Linked DNA regions of Oryctolagus cuniculus: region 1 is linked to region 2. The links are chromatin contacts, called in public Micro-C maps. All regions are on one chromosome and are shown on one strand. Each heading gives the region's core, a stretch centred on a gene start, on an enhancer-like site or on the middle of the called end of the contact. The rest is flanking DNA. Distances are from core to core; before and after follow the strand shown.

Region 1 (3,801 bases), core at 668-3,167, 66 kb after region 2:
TCTGAAAGCTTCAAGGATTCTGTGCTTCAGAGCAAAGTCCTTGCCATGCAACCAGTCAGCAACTGTGTCACTTTGTGCAATGACCCCAACTCATCACCCAAATTCACCAGGGTGAGGCCAGGGCAGGATGGAGTGTTCTGCTTTGAAGTGAAGCGAGCATGGTCTGAAGGCAGGTAGGGGCCTGCGGTTAATTATTTTTTTCTCATTAGGGGTGAAGCAGGGTAGTGATTAAAAGCATGGGTTTCGGTGTCCAACACCCAGCTGGGAATCCCAGCTCTGCTACTTAACAGGTGTGCACACTTGTGTTTGTTTCTTGATGTCTCTGGGCCTCTATTCTCTCATTAGCAAATTAGTGATCATAGAAAGATCAACTCCATACAGATATTCTGAGGATTAAACACTTAAAACTGCACCTGGAACCTTGTAAGAGTACAATAAAATTAGCTACCCTGGTAATTTGTTTTGCCAACATTTTTCTTTGAAACTGTCTTTGGATATTTGGAATAATAATGAAAAGCCTTTTAAAAATTTTGGAGGTAGGAATGATAATTACCTCCCCAACTTCCCCATGAGAAAACAGAACCTCAGGGGGCTAAAGAAGTTGCCTGGGATCCCACGGCTCTGGAAAAGGCAAGGCTAGGCTAGGAGGTTAGTCCTACTTCCCACCACAAGTTCAGCAGGGAGGAGGTTGGCTCTGGACTGAACCTTAAAAATCAGCTTGTGTTCAGAAGGATGGATAAAGGGCAGGCGTTGTGGTGCAGCAGGTTAAGCTGCCACTTGCAGTGCAGCATCTCATATCCAATCACTGGTTCGAGTCCCAGCTGCTCCATTTCTGATCCAGCTCACTCCCTGTGAATGCACCTGGAAAAGCAGTAAAAGCCCTTGCCACCCACATGGGAAACATGCATGGAGCTCTCTGGGTTCCTGGCTTCAGTCTAGAGCATCCCCTGCTATCACCATCATTTGGAAGGTGAACCAGCTGCTGTGTAGGAGATTCTCTCTCTCTCTCTCTATTTTCAAATAAATAAATATATCTAAAAAGAAGAATAAGGCTGGATAAGCAGACAGTCAGGAGCCGGCCCTGTGGCTTAGTGGGCAAACCGCTGCCTGTAGTGCCTACATCCTGTTTGGGCACCAGTTCCAGTCCTGGCTGCTCCACTTCTGATCCAGCTCTCTGCTATGGCCTGGGAAAGCAGTAGAGGATGGCCCAAGTCCTTGGGCCCCTGCACTCACGTGGGAGACCCAGAAGGGACTCCTGGCTTTGGATCAGCTCAGCTCCGGCTGTTATGGCCATCTGGGGAGTGAACCAGCAGGTGGAAGACCTTTCTCTCTCTGCCTTTGCCTCTCTGTAACTCTGCCTTTCAAATTAATAAATCAATCAAAAGAAGCAGCAGCAGCGGCAGCAGCAGGCGGCAGTCGTGTGCTTGGGTCCCTACACTGAGCCAGAGCCTTGGGCAGATACTGGAAGAGGCAGTTCACTCAGACTGTGGAAGCAGGGCCCTGGATGTCTCCATAAAATCACAGAGGCTTGCATTTTTTCCTCCACAACTTGTGGGAGGCATCAGCATTTCCTCTTTGGAGAGAGAAAGGACACCCAACCCCCAAGGCCGATGCACACTGTATAATCAGTAACAGCTGTGGCTTGGGCTGGCCAAGGGTCAAGGTTCCAGCGTCTCTCCCTGTGGTTTTGCAACCTTGCAGAGCAGCAGCTCAGAGCAGCAGCCAGAACCTTGTGCACAGAGTCCGAATCTGAGCCTGTTGCACGGGACAGCTCTCCTGTCAATCTAGAGAAAGAGACCGGAGTGGTGTGGGTGCTCGCTCCAAGCTGAAACAGTGGATGAGCAGACAGATGAATCTTTGCACCTCTTTTCTCATAAAAGACATTGCCAGAGCAGCTCTTGCCTCTACCTCATGGGTTTTTCCAGAACTGTGCCGAGGAGAAGGGAACTGCTCCATGTCAGGGACTCCCCCACCACCTCTCAAAGATCATAGCAGCAGGCGGCCCACCAACTGCCAACCCCTTCCTCCTGCAGGGACCACTCATACCCATCACCCACTGCACAGGCCGCAGCTATGCACCTGAGCACTTGGGAGTAGCTGGACACAGGGAGAAGCAACCCCAGCACAGCGTCTTGCTGCTGAACCAGGCCACAAGGATGTGTGGAAAGGGCAGTGTTCTTCCAAAAGAAGCAAAAACAAACAAACAAACAACAACAACAACAACAAACAGCTCCATAGGCTCTGAGCAGAACATGTGGAAGGAGTTAACAGAAAAACCACACATGAGGCCCTCTCAGGAGAGGCTGAGGTTGCCTGGAGGGCCAAGCAAGGGGAGGAGGGAAGAGGAGGTGGTGAAAATGCAGGCCTGACAGTCAGCCATCCGTCCAGACAGCCATTTCCTCCCCTCTGAGGCTGCCTGTGGGAAGCCCGATCTGGAGTCTAAACTTGCAGCCCTGTTCCAGGGGGACGTCTCTTCCCTCTTTGCTCCCCCATTCCCACATTCCCTTCCCAACAAAGACCCTTTCTCTAAGGTCAGGGAAGACCCCACCAAAGCAGAGCCCTACAGCCCAATCATCAGAACCTTGTCATGGTCGTTGTTTTAAGTGGTTTGGAAATGAATCCATTCTGGGTTTGTTTTGAGGCCAAGATACATGTTTTTACTTTTCTCTCCCTTTTTGGTGAACATGTTATGACTGGTTTTAGAGCCTGGCTTGTAGGAGAGTAGGGGGTGGAGAGTGTGTCCTGGGATCCTGGCAAGGGGAGCTACAATCTAAAGCAAGGAGCTCTGACACCTGCCCTGCCAAAGGAAAGGCCTATCAGGCACAGAGTCCCAACACCAGTGACAGGAAGGAGAAAAGAACTGCTTGGGAAGTAGGTGAGGGTTAGTTGGGTGTTGAGTTGGTGAGACGGGAGACTCGCAAATTCTTGCTATGTGTTCTAGACAATGCTCTGAGCACAGGTAGCATTTCATCTGCTCCCAGCTGACTGTTTCTCCTTTGCTTAGGATAATAAAAAGGTAGAATTTAGATCTCAGCCTTCCAAGCACACCAAGACAAAACAAACTCTGTATGAGTGTCCTCATCCACTTCTATGATTCGTGGTAGCCTCACTACCCTGGCTCTCACAGGCTGAAGGCAAGAGCAGGCAGGGCTTGCACTGCCAAGGGAGCTGCAGGGGTACTAGGGAACGTACTGCCACCAGTGCATTCCACAGTGACCACAGCCTGGCAGAGGCCGAGGACACAGCTCCAGACTAAACAAGAGATGGGAAAACACTCATTCTGAAGAACGGCTATTTTTACATCCTTCTTCCCAGAATTCCAACGTGCTAAGATATGATTTAATGCAAAAAGAAACAAAAGAAAGGATGGAAGGGAAACCACCCATTAAAGAAAATGATTCATCTTGTCAACACACTTCTAGGGCAGTATGTTACCTGGATGGCAGAGGGTTAAAAGAATGCAGATTTGAGGGCATAGACCTAGGAAATCAGTCAAGGAGCGAGGAACCTAGAGCTCTACATATTCAGTCAATACTCAGCTAACACTTCTGCTCCACTGCTTAGGGATCAAGTGCTGAGATACAGAGATGGTTAAATGCTAGAGAGGTTGACACCTTTGTAGAGGTACTTAAAATGAAGAGCCAACAGTCAGTTACCCCCTGCAGTGGTATCTGAACGAGACCACATGAGAGCCATTGCCAGATGCCTATGGGTGCCGAATGAACGGGTAGAATTTGGACCCACTCATTTGAGCTCCACTCTCTTGGCTTTTTTTTTCTACCAAGATTCAGTTGTTACTCC
Region 2 (3,425 bases), core at 846-3,345:
ATTTGATTTGTAATGAACATCTTCAGAACTTGCCTCTCTTTATCTGCGTGTGGGTTTGGTTCCCATGTGTCTGGGTGGACTTAACCACCATTATTGATACTGAACACCCCACCGTGATTCCCTGTCTTCTCCTTTCTTCAATGTCTGCTCTAAGTGTAATGTTGTGTCCGAATTTCCCAATCAATGCACAAGGCACAGCTGTGGATGCAAAAGCAGAGGTTTATTTGTTACCAGCCTGCTGGGACCACCTACCCGCACATAGCCCTTTAGCAGTGCACAGGCAAAAGGCCCTCTCATTTGCATAAGAGAGGTTTTTATAGCCTCACACTTACAAGGGTGTAGGTCATCTCCTACGTAGATTACCTTCTTATTCTCTATATGGCAAGGTATTGGGACCTAACATGTTCATTGGTTCATTTAAACGTGAAGACTATATACGTTATGTGGCGGGAAGGCCACACAAAGGAGATGGCACGGGGAAGAACGGGCAGGAAGCATCGGGCCATAAATCCCAGGGGAGCTGGTGAGGGGCAGGAGGTCATAAATTCCAGGGGAGCATAGCAGGCAAGCAAGCAGCCAGAGTACAGAAGACTCCAACTCCTACAGTAACAAGTTGGAAGATTGGGGAGGGGGGATATTCTTGCCTCTATCTACCCCAGAAAGGGGTAGAGAGGATCTCAGTTCTACCAGCTGTATGATCTCAAATTGTTCAACCTCTCTGAGTGCCAGATACCTCAATAGTCAAATGGGCCCGCAAAATCCACCTTGCAGAGTAATTAGGCTTGATATACCTAAAGCATGTGGAACAAAAGCTCTGTCCCTGTCCTCAGGAGCCCTGTGTTCCCAAACCACAGCCTTTGTCCTAGGGACCTGAGAAGAGGCAGGGAGCTGGCAGCTACCATGAATCCGGTAGTAGAGCTGGTGCAAAGATTCCATCCTACAAATGCCTATTGAGCACCACTGTGTACCACCACACACTGGACTATCTTAGGTGAATGGGAGCCAAATTTATTGATAACAAATGATTTTATATTTTCCAGCAAGTTTATTGACATTTATTAACATAATGTTTGCAGTGCTCACTGAGCTTGGGATTCACAGAGCAGAAGAGAAACCCTAGCTCTGGCCAGGATGGGGGTCTAGATTGTCTAAGCTCTAGAGGTCCCAGGCATGAAGGAGAGAGCTGCTTTTCCTGGACAACTAGTAGACTAGCACACTGTCCTCACCTTAGGTCCAAACCCTGGAAGCTCATTCTCTTTTTAAAAATTGAGCTGAATAAATAGAGCCAGAACAGTTGATTCTGGGGGGACTGGGGAACAACCATGAATCTTAAAAGTGGTCCCATTTGGAGATCTTTTTCTCCCTCTTCAGGCAGTAGACTTGCTAAGAGCAGGCCAGGATCATATATATTTGACTTGTGTAAGGGTTTGGATGTGTTTGTTCCTGATCTGAGTCAGAGATTCCAACTTTTTTCTCAGAGGAGCTACTCTCCTATTTCCTGAAAGTTGATTTTTGCAAAGGAAGTGGTTCCTAGGAGGATAGCCAGCTCAGCAAGCTCCATGCCAGCTTCTTCCTCTGCCCCCGCCCCCGCCCCTGGAATATCCATCAGCAGGAGGAAGGAAGGCAGATAGCAGGGACCTTCCTAGAGACCACAGCCAAGGCTGCAGGGTGAGCAGCGTCACTCCAGGCCTGCTAGTATCCATGGTCCAGAAGTTCAAATCATCGCAGAGCAGTCTGGAGTCTGGGCCACTTGGCAGAGCTCTGTGGGTATCTCTGGTACCCTTATAGAATTCCTAGGTTTGGAGGGGACTTGTCAGCAACTCATCTCTCTCTCTCTGTTGTTGTCACCTGCCATATATAAATGCAAACACATTTACAGGCATCTGAGCAAACAGCCATACGTTCTCTGTGTTAGCCTGTTCCCCAAACCCAGTTGGATCTTGAAGCCACTTGTGCAGCTTTCTTGGGATTGCCTCGCACAGCCAGAGCACATTCTCCCCAAATCCATTCATCCCTTCCCAGGACAGCACCAAACTGCTTCCTTGTGCCTCTCCCTGCTACGTGCCACTGCAGCATTTCCTCATAGAGTTCTTTACACCCACACGATCTGCAGTGGATTGGTTTCGTTGTGCCTGCCTGCATTACCACATAAGGAATCTAAAGTTCAGAGAGATTAAATACATTGCTAAGGGCAAACACGTGGTTTTGTCCACTGAGTCATTCAGTCTCCCTCACAAAAGTTATTTAAACCAGCACAGAACCAAGCCCTCAATGGAAATTAAACATAGGAAAGAGAAATCATGCAGCTGGTGAGTGAATAGTAAAGCCAGGAAACAGACTCGCAACATTGACCCAATCGACTTTCTAATAGAAATGTCTTCTCCATTTGGGAAATTGTTGCTATATGACTGATGTTTTCTAGAGCGGGTGTGACAATTTAGCAAGCAGAGGAGCAAGGACTTGTAGGCTAGGTGGGGTATGCTGAGTTTTCCATGCATGGTTTCATAAGATCTTCACGATAGCCCTAGAAGGTGGGTTTGGATATTTGAGAACCCAGAGACCCCTGGAAGTCAGGCTGTTTTCACACATCAGGAAATCTGGCCGCCAAGGCACCACAGAGACTCCCATCACTGGCATAAGCTTCTGACTCTGTGTAGATCACATCTAAGAACCATATCCTGCTTCTGTGCACCCAAGGGCTTCCTGCAATCATTTGCAGACAGATTGATTCCCCTGGTCCACCTCTGAGGTCAAGCTGTAGGAGGCTCAGGACAACATGGACATAGTTCCCCCGGAGTGAGCAGCACAAGATGTTCTTGTACCTAATAAATATACAAGGAATTTAATTATCTGATGCGGAAAGGCTCCCAGCCTACCCACGCTTGCTGCACAGCCAGCAAAGGAGGGAGAATCAGGTGATGAGGCTTTATGAGTTCAACAGACTGGGCAGGAGGCCTGCCCATCAGCTTGATCTCTCAAAGGGCCAGCAAGTGCAGGATTTCTCTGGACCAGTCACAGGCTCACCATAAGGGATCAGCAATGACTCAGGGGAAAAGTGAGGTGCAGAGAGGTTATGGGAGGTACTCCTCAGCTAGATAACAGTCAGAACCCAGGCTCTTCTACCCTTGTCACAACAGTCATGTCCACTACCAAGGATGTTCCCTGGGACAAGCATTTTACAGCTATTAACACACTCCATTCCTTTAGACACCCTGTGAGGAAACCAAGGCACCAAATAGGTGATCTGTTCAGCTAGTCAGGCCTCCTTCTTGTCACAACGCCATTGCTCTTATCTGTTCCTGCAAAGCTTCCACCTCCCCTGCCCCGGGTTAATGCTTAAGTACAAGCTTCAGGATCCAAAGGGCACAAGGCAGTGTGCCCCGTCCCTGGCTCATCAGGCAGCTGATGTTTCGTGGATAGCTGTA

Evidence for each region. A called contact is a pair of places that touch in the nucleus more often than the background predicts.
Region 1: a contact with region 2 is called in a Micro-C map of ear pinna, with 2.7 times the contacts expected there. The contact joins two enhancer-like sites. A contact is called at or near these places in 5 of 6 Hi-C or Micro-C datasets (ear pinna, embryonic fibroblasts, psoas muscle and 2 more).

Annotation. Positions count from the first base shown.
Region 1 is chr13:79,509,139-79,512,939 of mOryCun1.1, forward strand. No RefSeq gene overlaps it. Among named protein-coding and RNA genes, the nearest start is that of ASB13, 49 kb to the right of the region's middle. Within about 2 kb of position 1,918, at least 5 of the 8 cell types and tissues checked have an H3K27ac peak or open chromatin away from gene starts, as enhancers often do. A contact at or near this core is called in ear pinna, where this site is marked.
Region 2 is chr13:79,442,971-79,446,395 of mOryCun1.1, forward strand. No RefSeq gene overlaps it. Among named protein-coding and RNA genes, the nearest start is that of ASB13, 120 kb to the right of the region's middle. Within about 2 kb of position 2,096, at least 3 of the 8 cell types and tissues checked have an H3K27ac peak or open chromatin away from gene starts, as enhancers often do. A contact at or near this core is called in ear pinna, where this site is marked.